Linked DNA regions of Rattus norvegicus: region 1 is linked to region 2. A link is a contact called in public Hi-C data. All regions are on one chromosome and are shown on one strand. Each heading gives the region's core, a stretch centred on a gene start, on an enhancer-like site or on the middle of the called end of the contact. The rest is flanking DNA. Distances are from core to core; before and after follow the strand shown. Region 1 overlaps Rxra (retinoid X receptor alpha). Region 2 has its middle 57 kb from the start of Trnaa-agc47.

The links. A called contact is a pair of places that touch in the nucleus more often than the background predicts.
Region 1: a Hi-C map of hepatocytes shows a contact between it and region 2, with 6 times the contacts expected there. The contact joins two enhancer-like sites. A contact is called at or near these places in 3 of 12 Hi-C or Micro-C datasets (hepatocytes, kidney and liver).

What each region holds. Positions count from the first base shown.
Region 1 is chr3:31,467,341-31,471,652 of GRCr8, forward strand. It overlaps Rxra (retinoid X receptor alpha), which reads left to right. Exons shown (of 10, transcript NM_012805.3): 8 at 484-575; 9 at 1,944-2,049; 10 at 3,724-4,312. The coding sequence ends at 3,871. Among named protein-coding and RNA genes, the nearest start is that of Rxra, 82 kb to the left of the region's middle. Within about 2 kb of position 2,756, at least 60 of the 93 cell types and tissues checked have an H3K27ac peak or open chromatin away from gene starts, as enhancers often do. A contact at or near this core is called in hepatocytes, where this site is marked.
Region 2 is chr3:31,299,265-31,303,699 of GRCr8, forward strand. No RefSeq gene overlaps it. Among named protein-coding and RNA genes, the nearest start is that of Trnaa-agc47, 57 kb to the left of the region's middle. Within about 2 kb of position 1,952, at least 2 of the 93 cell types and tissues checked have an H3K27ac peak or open chromatin away from gene starts, as enhancers often do. A contact at or near this core is called in hepatocytes, where this site is marked.

The sequences.
Region 1 (4,312 bases), core at 1,506-4,005, 170 kb after region 2:
AGAGACTCTGGTTCAAGTGGCTGACACCGGAGTGGAGCCTAGGATTCTTCCAGATTCCGCACATGTCGAGTGGGCTAAGGACATGTGAAGGCCCTTTGGAGGCATCTTGCTGAGGAAAGGTGATATCCGCTTATGGAAAATGACTTCTACCAAGAGGCTTTGTCCCAGGGAAAAGTCTAACCTGGAGCTAAAGGGAACAGCTATGAGTGCAGGGCAACCTGGGCTGGCCACACAGCAGGAGATCTTGTCTCAGCTCTCCTTAGGGTTCCTCCTCTGGGCTCAGATTCCCAAACAGCGCTGGGGTAGTGGAGGACACCATCCTCCACAGAACTGAGCTCATGGCGATGCTTCCTTCCTGTGGACGTGGCCAGGCCCAGTACATCCAGCTATTCCCGGTCTACCCTGGGCTTCATGAATCCAGTGGATCCTCCTTGGTGGGGCCCTGGTAAGGACGTGTCTAACTGGCACTTGCTTTCCCCGCAGGGTGCTAACGGAGCTGGTGTCGAAGATGCGTGACATGCAGATGGACAAGACGGAGCTGGGCTGCTTGCGCGCCATTGTCCTCTTCAACCCTGGTACGGCCCTGCCATCTCCTCTGTGGGCCTTCGGGGCCCAGCGTCCCCATCACAGAAGACACCAATCTCCTGCCTCCACTTGTCTGGAGACTTAATGGAGAGGCTCAAGTGGCACTCTATGAGACTGGAGTGTGCACTTGACATCAGTGCTCTCCGGCTGAGCCTCGCGGGCTCTGCTGTCCACAGTGGTCTTCCGTTAGAGTGAGCTCCCAGGATGGGGTTGGTGGTCAGTCCATCTTGTTAGGTGTCCCGAGGGTGGCTGACATGTCTCAAGCCTTGGTTTGAAGGGCGTTTGGGGGGGTCAGGGTGGAGTAGCCTCTTGAGGACAGCAAGCCCCTTGGTTGGCTCTGGAGCTTCAGTGTGCGGGGCCTCCAAGCTGCTGCTGCCACAAGGCTGAGGCAGTGTCTTCTGTGTGGGACGCTGCATGCGAGGCTGGAGTGTGAGCAGTGGCCCAGGCCCGTGCTCACAGCACTGGGTGGGTGGCAGATGCCACTGGTGGCCAGTTCACATGGGGATGGGAACGCATTAGCAGAGAGTGTGGGATTCTTGCTGAGAAGAAGCTCAGGGATTCAAGGGGTGGCCCATGGACTTGTGGATGCTCTGGCCAGGCTCTAGGAAGCGCTGGGCACTTGCTGCAGCAGGCATTCATGGGCTTCCGTATTTGAAAGTTCATCCCTGTCTGCCTAGGAAGGGGTTGAATGTGGGTTGGGAGCTTGGCTGATGGGGCTCACCAGCCCTGCCCATAGTGAGTAGAAGATATGGGGGGACAGGGACATAGGCTTCCACCCCAGATAGCTCACCAGGCTGTAATTCCTGAGCCAACCTCATAGTTTCCCAGGTTAGGTCTGAGTAGGAGGTATGGCGAACCAGGGACGCTTGGGCCTGGGGCCTCAAGGGGTAGGGAGGGGTAGTCCTGTCAGGACTGGGTCAGTTGAAGGTGTCTTATGTAGTCTAAGCTACCCCCAGCATTCTTACTGGCACAGTGGGCCCTGATGGTGTTGATGACTGTGGTTGTGGCTTTCCTGCAGCCTGTATTGTGGCCAGTGTCTAGGTTCTATGGAGGAGCCTCCCCGACTCATGGTGTGGGGAGATCCTCAGGGAAGGGCTTCCTGTCACTGGGGCCAGGGCCCAAGGGCAGTAAAAGCATTGGCCATGGCCACCTAGAGAAAGGTGGGGAAACTAAGTCCTCTAATGACAAGGTCACTTGACTTTCAAGTGGCCGAGTGGAGCACCCGTCCTCCTGGTTTCGGAGCTCTGGGTCTGCAGGGCAGCCATATCTACTTGTGTAGCATATGCCCTCTCTGCTGGGCTTGCATGTTTGTGGGAGGCGGTCTGGGGGCTCTGACCTGAGGCTGTTTTCCTCTGCAGACTCTAAGGGGCTCTCAAACCCTGCTGAGGTGGAGGCGCTGAGGGAGAAGGTGTATGCATCACTAGAAGCGTACTGCAAACACAAGTACCCTGAGCAGCCGGGCAGGTGAGCTCTACTCCGTCCCCGACAGCCCCCTGCCTCTACACTTGGGCTCAGCCACACCTCTCCAAAGCCCTTCGTATGCCACAGAACTATGCTGTCCTCCTCAAGACCACCCTGGGATGCTTTTTAGGCTTTGAGCAGGAGCGAGGCAGCCCTTGGACTCATGAGCTCTGAGGACAACTCACTTTCCCCTGTAGCCCGTTGAGAGAATCGATCCATTTCCTAGCGCACAGTAGGTCCTTGCTATTCATGACTTCTCTTCTTCACTTGTTCAGTGACCCGGAAATGCCAGCACAGTGCAGGTGCTTTTCAGTTGTTCAGAGTAGGTGTCTGAGGCTGGAGAAAGCATCGTGTCTGCTGGCCTAAGACTGTCATCTAGTCATGTCCAGGTCCAGGGTGCTGGGTGCACAGTCTAGTGTTAGGCACATAGTAGGTGTTCAGGAGGAATGGTGCATTCCAAGGATTCAGTTCTGCCTCTCCCCTTGCAGGCTCTCAGTGTGCAGACTATGTGTGAGAGGGGTAGTGTGAGACGGGCGGTCGGGCACACTAACCCGTCCGTTGCCTGGCACACACATGGTTAACTGTCCACACTGCTGTTTAGCCCTCATCTGGTTTGGTTTAAAGTGAAACTTCCCGGAGGAGGACAGGAGGGTGGCAGCAGCTTGTTTTTCCTGGCTTCCTGCCTTAGCCCATCTCGCCAGCTCAGCAGAAAACAGCCTGTTCTCTGGCGCCTCTCCAGCCGCCAAGCTTCGCCTGTGCCTTTAAACTGAGGACTGTGGGGCAGCCAGCCACAAGGCTTCCTCTCTGGAAATGAAAGACATTGTTAATAATTAATGAGGCCCAGAGCCCCCTCCACTATATAGGGAGGCCCCGAGCAGAGGTCACATGTGGGACCCCAGGTCCTGTCCCCGCACCACACTGTCCTCTCTTGTCTGTCCATCTCCCGTGAGTTCCTAGACTCCTTCCCCATGCCTGTCTGTCTTTTGCCCAGGAAACGCTCCAGGGGTAGAGGAACCCCAAGGCCTCTCCAGTCCTCCCCAGGGAAGTGCTCCTGCTGGAGCACGGAATTCCCCAGTCACTGCTGGCTCTCCCTTCAGCAGGGGTCTCCACCCTGTGGCTTGTCAGTCACCCCATGCGTATTACTAAGGCTGCCCACAGATCTTTCTGATGCATCTTCCAGGACACGCCCCACTGCCCCTATAGGCACAGCTGCTCTTGCAGAGGCCTCTCCAATGCACAGAGAGACACTCATGCCCTTGCCTGCTGACATCTCTGTTGAGGCTCTCCTTGCCCATGGAGCAAGCCCACACTTGTAACTGCTCTCCTAAACCCTGTTGGGCCTGTCCTGGCCAACAGTAGTCTTACCATTGGCTCTTCCTTTCATTTCAGGGCCTTATGTACCTACCTCACCTTACCGCACCCCTACCTCACCCCTGCTGCACCCCTGCTACATCCCTGCCACACCCCTGCCCCTTGTCCTCTTTTGTCTCCAAGGAGCCTCCTTTTTCTAGTTCCCCACTTCTTCCAGAAGGATCAACGTAGGCAGCTTCCTCTGCAGACCAGACTCAGGTCCCAGGCACTGGGCTCGGCTGGTCTCCAGGGAAGCTACGAGTCACCGAGTAGAGCAGGGAGCACTCCCCGCCTCCTGACCTGTCCTCACTCTCTACCATCCTGCAGGTTTGCCAAGCTGCTGCTCCGGCTGCCTGCACTGCGATCCATTGGGCTCAAGTGCCTGGAGCACCTGTTCTTCTTCAAGCTCATCGGGGATACACCCATCGACACTTTCCTCATGGAGATGCTGGAGGCCCCACATCAAACCACCTAGGCCCCGTCACCCATGTGCCGGTCCCTTGCCCCGCCTGGACACAGCTGCTCAGCTCCAGCCCTGTCCCTGCCCTTTCTGATGGCCTGTGTGGATCTTTGGGGTGCAGCGTCCCCATGGTCCCAAAAGATGCATCACCATCCTCGCCATCATCATTAATGCTTGCCTTTGGCCCAGGGCCGTGGCAGAGCTGGCGTGACACCTACCCAGCCCCCTGCCCTACACCAGGCTCTAAGGCTGGTCACCCTGAGGGTCTTGGGGTACTTCGTGGGGTCTTCAGCACCTGGAGCTGCAGGAGCTGGGAGAGGGGCTTGTTCTGGTTGCTGGTTGCTGTCGCTGGTTCTCGACATGCCCGCGTGGCACCTCTGTTTGGAGTACCCCATCTTTGCCCGTGCAGAGTCCTGGTACCCAGCTAAGGGTGGGAAAGGGAGCAGGTGGGGCAGG
Region 2 (4,435 bases), core at 702-3,201:
TATGATCCTTTTAAAAAGCAAAGTTCAGGACTGGAGAGGTGACTCAGTGGTTAAGAGCGCTGACTGCTCTTCCAGAGGTCCTGAGTTCATCCCAGCAACCACATGGTGGCTCACAACCATCTGTAATGGGATCCGATGCCCTCTTCTGGTGTGTCTGAAGACTGCTACTGTGTACTTATATATAATAAATAAATAAATCTTTAAAAAAAAAAAAGCAAAGTTCAGTTAAAACGGACACAAGCTAGATGCCTGCTCGGTGGGCTGGGTAGGGGCTCTCTGAAATCCCTCTGTGACGGCTACACTTGGTTGTCAACTTGACTACATCTGGAGTTAACTAAAACCCAAGAGGCTGGGCACATCTGTGAGGGATTTCTTTTTAATTAAATCATTTGAAGTGGGAAGACCCACCTTTAATTCATATATATATATATATGTATATATATTCTCTATATACATATATTCTCTATATAATACCTCTATCACCTATCTATCTATCTATCTATCTATCTATCTATCCATCCATCCATCTATCTCTGCACCTTGTACCAGGCCTCATGGTTCCCGACTTCACAGACCCCCCCCCCTCAGGCCAAGAGGCAGAAAAGCTCATGTCCATTTCAGTCCTTGCCAGGATTGGAAGGGGGGCTGCAGCCCAGTCCCCAGCACTTACTCCAGCCCTAACATGGCCTGGTTAGTGACTGACCCTCTCTCTCATCCCAGTAGAGTGACCCTTCCAGTGTCCTTTCCTAGCCACCGATGCTGGCCTAATCTATCTGACTGAAACTGGCAGCCACAGCCGTGGTTATTGTGTTTCGTTCTGAGATGCTCGGATTTCCTGGGTTATTGGATCATTTTTCACTCTGCATCTGTGGTAATCAGACTTGGAAATGAAAAGTCGCGTGGTACCTAACCATGATGGAAGAGGGTTGGGCGAGTACAAGAGCCTTCCAACCTGTTGGGGCTAAGAGACTGGGGCAGAGGAGAATGGTGCTTGTGGCCCTGTGGCCAGAACATCATGGCAAGAGACGGCAGCCAAAGCCCAGATTCTGCGAGAAGGAGCCTGCTTTGCAGAGTTCTCCATACATCGGATCCATTCTACACCTGTGTCATTGTCATCTAGCCGTGGCATGCTATCACTGTAATATCTGGGAGGCAGAAAATAACAGATCTTTTTGTTTTGGGAAACTTTTAGATCATAAAATGGAGAAAAAAGTATGAAACAGCTGTCTCGAGGAAAGCCTCCTCTGGCATTCAGTCACCTCCCCCTGCCTCCTCCCTCTTCTTCCCTCTCCTCTTCTGAAATTGGATTATTTTGGAGCCTACGAGGCACTTGTGCAACACCCGAACCTCTCCCAAGAGGGGCCAGAGGCGTCTTGGGCCTCGCTTTCTAGTGGATGAGTAGTGAGGGCTGGAGGGGATGTGGGGACTTGGGTTAGCCTGCAGGGTACGAGCAACTCAAGAGCAGGGTTGAGCCTCACACTCAGGCCTGAGTGTAAGTGTGTTTACAATGCAACATCTGGTCACCATCCACAGTCATTTGTGGCACAGGACCCAGCAGGCAGCAAGATGGTGGGGCCCAGAACAAAGCTCTGGTACAGAAAGACAAGAAGAGACAGCCTCACTATGCAGGTATGGGTATGTCTATGCAGCAAGGGATGAAGGTTTTGCGGCTTTAAAAAAAATACCCCCACCCCTATGGACAAAAGCTCAGGCCAGCATAAGGCTTGTCAACAGGAACTTGAGAATGGGCACGAGAAATACTGAGAAGGAAAGCTAGGGACTAAATTCATGTGTGGCATTTGCTGCCACCCCACAACACACATACCTGCTATACCCACTTACTGTGGAACCTCAAGTTCAAATCTGATCATGTGTGGCCAGCATGAAGGGTACAAAGATCAGGCTGTGCTGGGTGCTTCTCCTGGATCATGTTTGTCCGAATGTACTTTCTGTGCCACTTGAAATGACCTGTTTGCAAGTGTGTGTGGTTCAATGGGACTCAGTGGCACATAGGTGCACAGGAGGGTGTGGCCAACACCTCTAGTTCTAGTGCATTTTCTTTCTTTCTTTCCTTCTTTCTTTCTTTCCTTCTTCTTCCTCTTCCTCTTCCTCTTCCTCCTCCTCCTCCTCCTCCTCCTCCTCCTCCTCCTCCTCCTCCTCCTCCTCCTCCTCCTCCTCCTCCTCTTCTTCTTCTTCTTCTTCTTCTTCTTCTTCTTCTTCTTCTTCCTTAAAAACCATTTATTTAATGTATATGAGTATGTTGTTGCTGATACAGTGAAGAGGGCATCGAATCCCTTATGAGCCACCATGTGGTTGCTGGGAACTGAACTCAGGACCTCTGGAAGAGCAGTCAGTACTCTTAACCACTGAGCCATCTCTCCAGCCTCTCTAGTGTATCTTAAGTACAAAGGGTGTTAGACCTGGGGCAGCGCACGGCTCTCTTGGGAGAGTGCTTCCTAGCATGCACAAAGCCCTGGATCCCATCCCCAGTATCACATCAGTTGGACATGTGACTATAATCCCAGCACTCCAGAGGGAGAGGTAGGGGAAACAGAAGAGGTCATCCTCAGTTATACAGGAAGAGGTCATCCTCAGTTATACAGGAAGTTAGAGGCTAGCCTGGGCTACAAGACATCCTGTCAAAAAAGGAACAAGAGCAAAAACAAAAGTAAGAGAGAGAGAGAGAGAGAGAGAGAGAGAGAGAGAGAGAGAGAGAGAGAGAAAGCCATACTCATGAATCCAGTCATGCCTGTGTGTCTTCTCTTAGTGCCTGGATTCTCCCACGATGCTTCCTGTGTGGACTGGCTTATTCTGACCTTTTGTTTGTTTGTTTTGTTTTTTGTATTTTTTCATGCGAATGGAACCACTTACTAAGTGGCCTCTTGTGTCTGGCTCCTATCACTAAGCACTATATTTCTAAGGTTTACCCACGCTGTGGTAGATGTTAGAGTGTTACTCCTTATTTCTCTTAGGCAGCGCTCTACTGCTGTGAGGAGACACCATGATCATGGCAACTCTTACAAAGAAAGCTTTTAACTGGGTCTGGCTTACAGTTTCAGACTCTGTCACAGGTAGACACAGTGCTGCAGAAGGAGCTGAGAGTTTTACATCTGGAACGGCAGGCAGCAGGAAGAGAGAGTGCCATTGGGCATGGCTTGGGTTTCAATCCCAAAGCCCACCCCCAGTGTCACACTTCCTCCAACAAGGCCACGCCTACTAATCCTTTCAAATAGTGTAACTCTCTGGTGACCAAGTATTCAAGTCTATGAGCCTATGGGAGTCATTATTTTTTTAAGATCTTTATTTATTTTATGTATATGAGTACATTGTAGCTGTCTTCAGACACACCAGAAGAGGGCATCAGATCCATTACAGATGGTTGTGAGCCACATGTGGTTGCTGGGAATTGAACTCAGGACATCAGGAAGAGCAGCCAGTGCTCTTAACCACTGAGTCATCTCTCCAGCCCATGGGAGTCATTCTTATGACAAACCACCACAGTACTTGTTGTACTGTGTAATACTGTGTTGTACTGAGTAATAATATTCCAGTGTGAGCAGGCTACACCGTCTTTCATCTATTGATGGATCTTCTGCATTTTATCCACACACTGACCCACAAGACATGCATTGATGTGGTTTCTATTTGAAAGCTGAAGGAACTGAGGCTCTCTGAGGCCAGGTAGTGTGCTGGTGATAGTTTTACATTACCCCAATCCTGTCTGTCCCTGAAGTCCCAGGACCGGTTCCTTTCCTTCAAGAAAGCTTTAGAAGGGCCATTTGCTGGGCACGGAACTCTGGCCTGGTGTGCCAGCTCCTTGAAGACACTGGGCTTAAGCCAGGTGTGGTGGTCTATGTCCAGAATCGCAGCACTTTCCAGGCTGAGACTGAACTCACAGACACATGCTTGCCTCTCCCTCCTCAGTGCTGGGGTCAAAGGTGAGCCACTGCACACAGCTCAGTTTTTGTTTTGAGTACAAACAAAACCACATTATGTACATGTATGAGAAAGTTATGGAACTGGTGGGCACCATGGCCAGTGGGTAAGAGTACTTACTGCTTTTGCAGAGGACTTGGGTTCAGCTTTCAGCATCCACATAATAATTTACAGCTCCTGGGGCTGGGGATTTAGCTCAGTGGTAGAGCGCTTACCTAGGAAGCGCAAGGCCCTGGGTTCGGTCCCTAGCTCCGAAAAAAAGAACCAAAAAAAAAAAAAAAAATTTACAGCTCCTTAACTCCAGTTCCTGCCCTCTCCTGACTCCCCGGGCACCAGGCACACATGTGGTGCACATGCATACATGAAGGGAAAATGCTCTTACACAGAAATATAAAATGTTAAAAACTACATAGGCAGTACAAACCCTTAAAATTATTTATTTTAATTTTAAGTTCATTGGCGATTTGACTGCATACGTGTCTGTGTGAGGGTGTTAGAT